Linked DNA regions of Gossypium hirsutum: region 1 is linked to region 2. Evidence: chromatin contacts called from public Hi-C data. All regions are on one chromosome and are shown on one strand. The core of a region is the stretch at or near the end of the contact, and the rest is flanking DNA. Distances in the headings are between cores, read along the strand shown.

What was found. A called contact is a pair of places that touch in the nucleus more often than the background predicts.
Region 1: a Hi-C map of fibers shows a contact between it and region 2, with 1.9 times the contacts expected there. The contact joins the promoter of LOC107888846 here to the enhancer-like site in region 2. A contact is called at or near these places in 8 of 34 Hi-C or Micro-C datasets (fibers, hypocotyl and leaf).

What each region holds. Positions count from the first base shown.
Region 1 is chrA09:41,422,642-41,426,313 of Gossypium_hirsutum_v2.1, forward strand. It overlaps LOC107888846 (protein CASP), which reads right to left and starts at 2,011. Exons shown (of 19, transcript XM_016813097.2): 1 at 1,526-2,011; 2 at 683-793; 3 at 1-128. The coding sequence starts at 1,610.
Region 2 is chrA09:41,180,300-41,184,258 of Gossypium_hirsutum_v2.1, forward strand. It overlaps the pseudogene LOC121205991. Among protein-coding and RNA genes, the nearest start is that of LOC121206787, 16 kb to the right of the region's middle. Within about 2 kb of position 1,347, at least 6 of the 9 cell types and tissues checked have an H3K27ac peak or open chromatin away from gene starts, as enhancers often do. A contact at or near this core is called in fibers, where this site is marked.

The DNA.
Region 1 (3,672 bases), core at 761-3,260, 240 kb after region 2:
ATAGATGTTCAGAAAAGCATTCTCGCCAAATTTTGCCCTCTTGGTAAGATTATCAACTTCTTCTTGGTAGCCCTTAAGTAATGAATTAAATAAACTTAATTTTTCCTCTGGCGCAGCTTTCTTGAAATCTGTTATGATGAGAAACAATGAATTTGACTAAGGCATTTCTCTATACAGAGTAAACCTATAGCAAAAGGAAATCAATGAGCATGGATGCTAAGAAAAAGGGAAAATTTTCAACTCGTCTAACTTTCACAGTAATAAGTAACTGATATTAAGTTTTTCTCTATAAATAGCATTCTCTCAACCTTCTGTTCTTACTTTGCTTCCCAGTAACTGAACCAAAAAATGGAAATTATTAGCAGTTTTGCATTTGATAGAGTTCTTTGATTTGAAGAATAATAATAATAATAATAATAATAATAATAATAATAATGATCATGATCATGATAATAACAATATTAATATTTTTAAAGAAAAATAAAAAGGATGAGACACTTGAGGATTTGGCACTCATGTCTACTTTTGATCAACATGCACCTAGAAAATAGTATGTTAACTCAACAGTATAATGTTAGAAAACATAGCATCATTAGGCTACCCTGCATCCTTGTAAAGAATGCTGCAGAGTCTTTTTATGATTACAGCACAAACATGCCATACATATAGGAGAAAACAATACCTCTTGTACTCTCAGCAAGCTTCCGCCTATTTTTCTGGCTGTTTTCCTGATTTTCAGCTATTCTGAGTCCTTGTTCATCAAGCACACTTTTCTCTTTTTCCAGATCAAATTCTGCAAAAGAGAAAAAAAGACATAAAGGAAATTAATACTCATCCCAAGAACAATTAGTTTCCTATTTGATTATACCAGAACATAGTCATGCATATTGCACAAGAATAAATGTTATTACTAATATATTTTTTACATTATACTTCTGAAGTATAAATACATATTTTTTTTTATAAATGATTTAATATAAAAAAGGAAATAAACATAAGGTGAAACTAAAAATACCATATATTGTAGAATTCACTAAGAATTCAAATCTCATCAATCACTAATTAGATGTTACTGATTCTATTTATAATTCTATCATAAATAAGAATTATATAAGCGCAATTTAATAATACAAAACAGTCTAAACCGATAAAAATTCTTTTCCTAATTATTTTTGTTGGAACCATCACAGATGCAGACGGAAAAAATTGGAGAATATTGAAAATTTGCAGTACTTGACTCATCTTTCACACTTTCTCCTTCCAAAACTATCCAATTTTCTGGAAGATTGATTTTTTTTTTTTGAACATGGATAGAAATGGCAACCTCTTCTGATTTCGTGTCTCATTTTTCTCTCCCACCCTCAGAAAAAGAGTAAAAAATCAAACTAAAAGCAGTTAAGATTTTCAACAAAAAATGCAGCCTGATTAGTTAACATCTAAATATAACTCCAATGGAAATGGTTGAACAAAACAAAATTAACACTTAAAGAAGAATAATTCCGAATGAAGCTAAACTTGATGATACCTTTCCAGAAATTGGAGACAACGGAGACAGGAGAAGAGGAAGGATTGGTTTTGTCGCCGTCGGATCCGCCTTGCGGAGCATCCATTTTTTGGGAATTCGGATCTCGCCAAATGCTAGGGTTTTAGGTTGGTTGAAAATGGATTGTAAGGATTTGAATTAATTCCAATATTTCAAGTAGCGGTAAGGAGAGTAATAAGATCGAGAATGAGTTAGGATATATTTGGATGATTCGTAGATCTGTAAAAGCCTTGAACCGAATTGGTGGATCTTTAAAGTTTCTTTCAGAACAAAACTTAAATAAAATAAAAATAAATAGCTTTCTCCTTTCAGTTTTCGGTTGAGTTGCGGTTTCAAGCTTACTAGATTTGGTTAAACGCTTAGGGTTAATTTGATCGGTTCCGGTAAAATTGAAAATAGTAATGGTGATGAGATCGCTTAATTTATAAGATCACTTAATTTGCTAGTGATGGGATTGAATATTTTAAGGATAAAATTAAATTTTATGTTTCAATGTGTGTTTATATTTAAGGATTTAGGGCGTAAATGAGATTTGGTATTTGGTCGATATTTGAATTTGATTTATAACTACTGAGTTGAATTTGAGCTATTAATTGAGTCAAATTCGAGATTAGTAATCCTTAAACTCGAACGGTTTGCAAGTTTCATCAAGTTTTTTTATTTTTTTATATTATTAAATTACATTACTATCATTAATATATATTATTAACCGTAAACTTAATTATTGAGTCGGGCTTGAGTTTGAGCTTGAATACAAAAATTAATAAACAAGTTTAATCAATTATATATCTAAGCTTAACTCAAGCCCAAAAGTAGATGTTCAATCGAGCTCGAGCCAATTATCGAGCTCTAAATTTCGAGTTGAACTCAAGCTCAAGCTTGACAGTATTTGTGCTTAGCTCAGGTCAATTACACCCTTATAGAGTACAAAATGACTTTTATAAGGTGAGAATATAAAATTAGGGCTTAACTCAAAAATTGATACCTAAATTATACTTTTTTATCTTGTTATTTAAATTTCTTAAGTAAATTACATAAATGATCTTCCAACTATTAGTAAGTTTATAGCTAGACCATCTAACTTTTAAAAATTACAAAATGATCACTCAAATTATCACTTTTGTTTTTATGAGTCCAATTTGGTTAAATCACTAAGAGTTTGATGACGTGGCTATTAATGAATGACGTGGAATTTTTATCATTAATTCTTTTACACATAATATCCATGTCATTTTAAAGGTTATATAAATCAACAAGAAAAATATTAAAACCCAAAACTAACTGTTTTGGGTGCTTTAAAATCCTAAAAAATTGAAGCAGCAGCTTCAAATTCTTCCATTGTAAAGAAAGATGGTTTATGGTGGAAATTATAAGAAAAAAGATCCAGAATTGAAAACGGAATGAATGACTTTTTACCTATTTTCGTAATAACTCTATTTTAGTTGTGTCAAAAAATATGGTTTTAAAATCTCATTTTCGTAAATTGGGTCTGTAAGGGCGAAATATAAAGATTTATAAAGTTAGTATGAAAATATATTAAACTTTGGTTAACTTAGAAAACAGTTAATTAAAGCTCAGGGACTAAATTGTAATAGTCTAATCACTATTGAATTTTATTTTCAAAAAAGGTTAAGATCCTAGATAATAATTATCCAAAGGGCAAAATGTAACACCCCTTACACATGTCCAAGGCCGGGACAGGATACGAGGCATTACCGAACTTAAACATACACAATCACATAAAATCAGGCCATAAAATTTCATTCAAATCAAAGACATCCATACATATGTATAACGTCCCTTAAACGAGCTTACGACGCCCTAAACACGCATTGGAGATGATTCGGGATTAAACCGGAAACTTTGAAAACTTCTGGGAAAACTTAGAAAATTTCATCATGAAACAGGGTCACACGCCCATGTGGGTAGGCCGTGTGGTCACTGACGCCCGTGTGGCTTGAGACACGCCCATGTCCTCAGCCCGTGTAACTCTCTATTTATGACGTCATCACCAAAGTAGGGGCACAGGCCAAAGTACACGCCCATGGGGCAGGCCGTGTGTGCCTGTGTGTCTATTCGTGTGGACAAATGCTTGGCTATTTTCCAAGTCATTTTGCCACCCTCACAAC
Region 2 (3,959 bases), core at 97-2,596:
TCAAGGAAATACAAATAAGAAAACAAAGAAATAATCCTTACAAGATCAAAGTGTTCGCAAATTAAGCTCAAATACAATGAAATACACTTAAGCAAAAGAATAGGAGTAAAGCTCACAAGTGTATGAAAAAGCAATATGGAAATAGTAAGCTCAAAGGTTGTTTGATGGAAGATTTTTTTGCTTGAAAGTGCTTTTTTTTATGTAAGTCTTTGGAAAATGGTATTTATGCCCCCTAATTGATTTCCAATTGTTAAGGTTGTTGGTGTCATGAATATGGTCGTTAGGGATGTAAAACCAAAACATTTATTTTACCTGCAACTGTGAGTATCGATACCAAATAAAAGAGTATCAATATTTTTTGTAATAAATACTAATTCAGTGATCGTTGGGATTTATTAGTTGATACCAAAAACATTTTATCGATACTTTTGAAAAAATGTATCTATATCAGAACGATACTGTGTAGGGTTTGTAAGAAACAGAATGCTATTTTGGTATCGTTTTTAAGGAAGGTATTGATTATTTTCAGAAAATATCAATACCTCAAAAATGGTATCGATAATCTTTAGGATTTTTGAAAACAAAATGCAAGTTTGGTCTCAACTTTTCTAAGAGTATCAGTAGTTTCAAAATTATTGATACTTGGCCAAAATGGTATTGATACTTTTTAGCCTGGAACAATTCTGACTTGTTTGAAAATTATTTGATGTATTCAAAATTTTATCTCTTAAACTTCAAATTTAAAAATCATTTTGTCAATTTTAACTTATATTCAAAAATACTTCAATTAGTTATATCAAAATATTTTATCAAATAAAACTTGGATTATCACTAACTCTAGGATAGAGATCTAGAAAATGCATCTAACTAGACGAGCTTTTTGAAAAACTCATTTAGCTGGCCGCGCTTTTCAAAAAGCTTATTGGACGTGCTTTCTAGTTAAATCGACCTATATCCCTAATTAATTTTTAAAACTGGTCTAAATGTCTAAATAAAAATAAAAATCCGCCTAGGACTTATTTTGCCTTTTTTTAAGGAGAGTTTCTATAATTTTTTTATTATATTTTGAGATAAATAAGGCTTTATTAAAGAAGTAGAAAAAAAGGACAATGATGACCTAAGAAACGTTTTCTCTACTCTCAGCCTAATCACAGATAATCCCCTCCATTAACAAAAAAAACGAGAAAAACAAGGGGAGGAAATCTGTGAGCCAAATACAGCATACCGAAGTTGAAATCTGGAAAATCGTTCACCTCAAAGCTTGCATATCATCTGGGAGGATTGTGTCCGTCGTTTCAAACCGAATCTCGTCCCCCCTCTCTCCTTTTTACTTCTTCTAATCCGGCGGTTCCACGGTCCTTCGATCCGCCGCGACTCTCGGGACTTCTTCCACCCAACACCAGTCCTGATCTCTGTGAAGAGCATCTCCTGCCAGCAGATGGGCAATTTTATTGCATTGACGGTGGGTATGTTTCGGTTTTACTTCCAAAACCTGGTTCATTAAGGCTTTTTCGTCTGAAACATAGGGGCTTATGGTTGATCTGTCTAACCCCTCATGCTGGATTTTATTAATCACCGTTCTCGAATCCCCTTCCAAGATTACATTTTGAAAGCCCATATCCCTCGCAAATGACAAAGCCTGAACACAAGCGAGAGCTTCTGCCGCAAAAGGAAATGATACTCCTTTGTTCACAATCTCACAGGCCCCCATTATGCGGCCGTTCCCATACCTAGCAATTACTCCCGTGCCCGCGAATTTAGTATCCATTTTGAAACTGGCATCGAAATTCATTTCGATAAACGTGTCTCCAGGCTGCTTCCAACTAGAAGGACATAGAGGAGTTTCCTCAGGTAAAACTGCTGTTTCTCTGTCTCAGCAATATAGGATCGTATATAGCATGCAATATTTTGGGTTGTGTCTTTCTTTCATGCAGCCATTTATTTCTTGCGTTCCACATAGCCCAACAATTTACTTCTAACATCTTGCATCCCATCTCATTTGAATGTTTGAACATAAAGCTAAGCTGATCCTTAAACTCTGTGCTCTGCTGTTGCGAAGGTCCCCAATCAATATGACACACTTCCCATACCCGTTTACTCAATCCACAATTGCGTGTGCTGAAGTTTCAGGCCTAGCTTGGCAGACTGGACACAAGGGATTATTCGCCACTCTCCGCTTGTACAAATTTGAGTAAGTAGGAATAATGTCGTGAAATATCCTCCAGACAGTGATTTGAATCTTTGATGGACATGTAATATTCCCGAGTTTCTTTTAAAAATATGTATAATTTTCTGTTGAGGTAGCAGTATCTGTATTTAGAGCAGAATTTAGGCCATTATCCATCAGAACTTTGTATCCGCTCCGAATGGTGTACTCCCCTGTCTCCCCCCCTAACCATACACGCATATCTGGCATCTCATAAGTTGCAAGCGGGACTCCTAATATTTGCATGTCAGTTCTAATCGCAGAATGTTCTCTTTTAACTTGATCAGACCCCAACAACCAACGATCGTTCCAAATCGAGACAGTTTCCCCATTGCCTATTCCCCAAAATTTTTCATTCCATGTTAAAATAGCACATTTACGTTTAAAAAATTAAAAGCAATCCCGAAACTTTTAAGAGATAATAATAATAATAATTTTAAATATCAAGTTATGATAATAATAAACATCAACTTATAATTTTGAGAGAATATTTTTTAATCTAATCTAATATATATTTGTATAGGTTTTTATAAAAGATAATTTTTATAATTTTTCATTTACGTAAGATAAGTTTGATTTATCTGAAATATTTATCAGAAGTGAAGTTTTATAATATGTTGTCTTTTACTCTCTTGTTCTTTATTAGAAGACATTTCGAAAAAACAGGCCTCCCCGTAACCTGCACAATCGTCACTCGGCTATTTAAGTCATTTGCATGTTTTGTACAAAACAATTAAACAAATTCAATCAGATTTGGCCACTACATTGCTGAAAGGAGTAGAAACAGATTGGCGCTGGAGAGAAGTAAAGATACAAGAACCCTAAGCCACAGGAGGATAGATTCGGACTTCCTCAAAATTTATTCATTCGAGATTTGCAGGATGATTTGTTTTATTTTATTTTTAAATTAATTTTAATTTATAATTGATTTGATTAATTTATTATATTTTTATATTTTGGAGGATAATGAAAGATTTCGATCTTAGTATTATTTTTTATTCTTGATCTTGGATTTATCAAACAAAAATTTAAATTGGTATGAAGCTTTGATGTATTTTTTCTTTCAAGTATGATTGTGATTATTATTTTATTTGTTTTAATTCTAATCAAATTATTGAGTTAGATTATTAAATATTGATGGGTTCATAAATTTTTATAATCAACATTCTTAATATATTACTTTTAAATGATTGTTTAAATATATATGTTAATTGTCGATTCAAAATGTAAGTTTTCGTGTAATTGTACCCTTTTAAAGAAAAAATCTGTGGGGATATTTAGAAGACTGTTCTATTAGATATGTTGCATTCCCTTAACTTTATACAAACATAATTTTTTAATGATATAATCATGGACATGAAAAATGACATAATAATAACCTTTCAAAATATAGAGATAACTTATGCTATCAATGTAATATTAAATATCATTGGTCACATACTTGTCTGGGCATTTTGTTCAAAATCTATTAATTTTCGTTTGAGGAAGAAAAGATGTCTCATTAACAATGTAACAATGAATACTATCCTTATAGGTAGAAAGTATTTATCTTAATTGGTACTAAAACAAACCAATATTAATGCAGTATTCGATAGTACAAAATTAGTTGAAAGCTCCAAAAGAGCTAATAATTTGCTGGTACAAAATTAGTTGAAAGCTCTAAAAGAGCTAATTATTTGATAGTGCAAAATTAGTTGAAAGCTCCAGAAGAGCTAATATATCAATATCTAAAAGAATAAAGTTAGTTATGGTT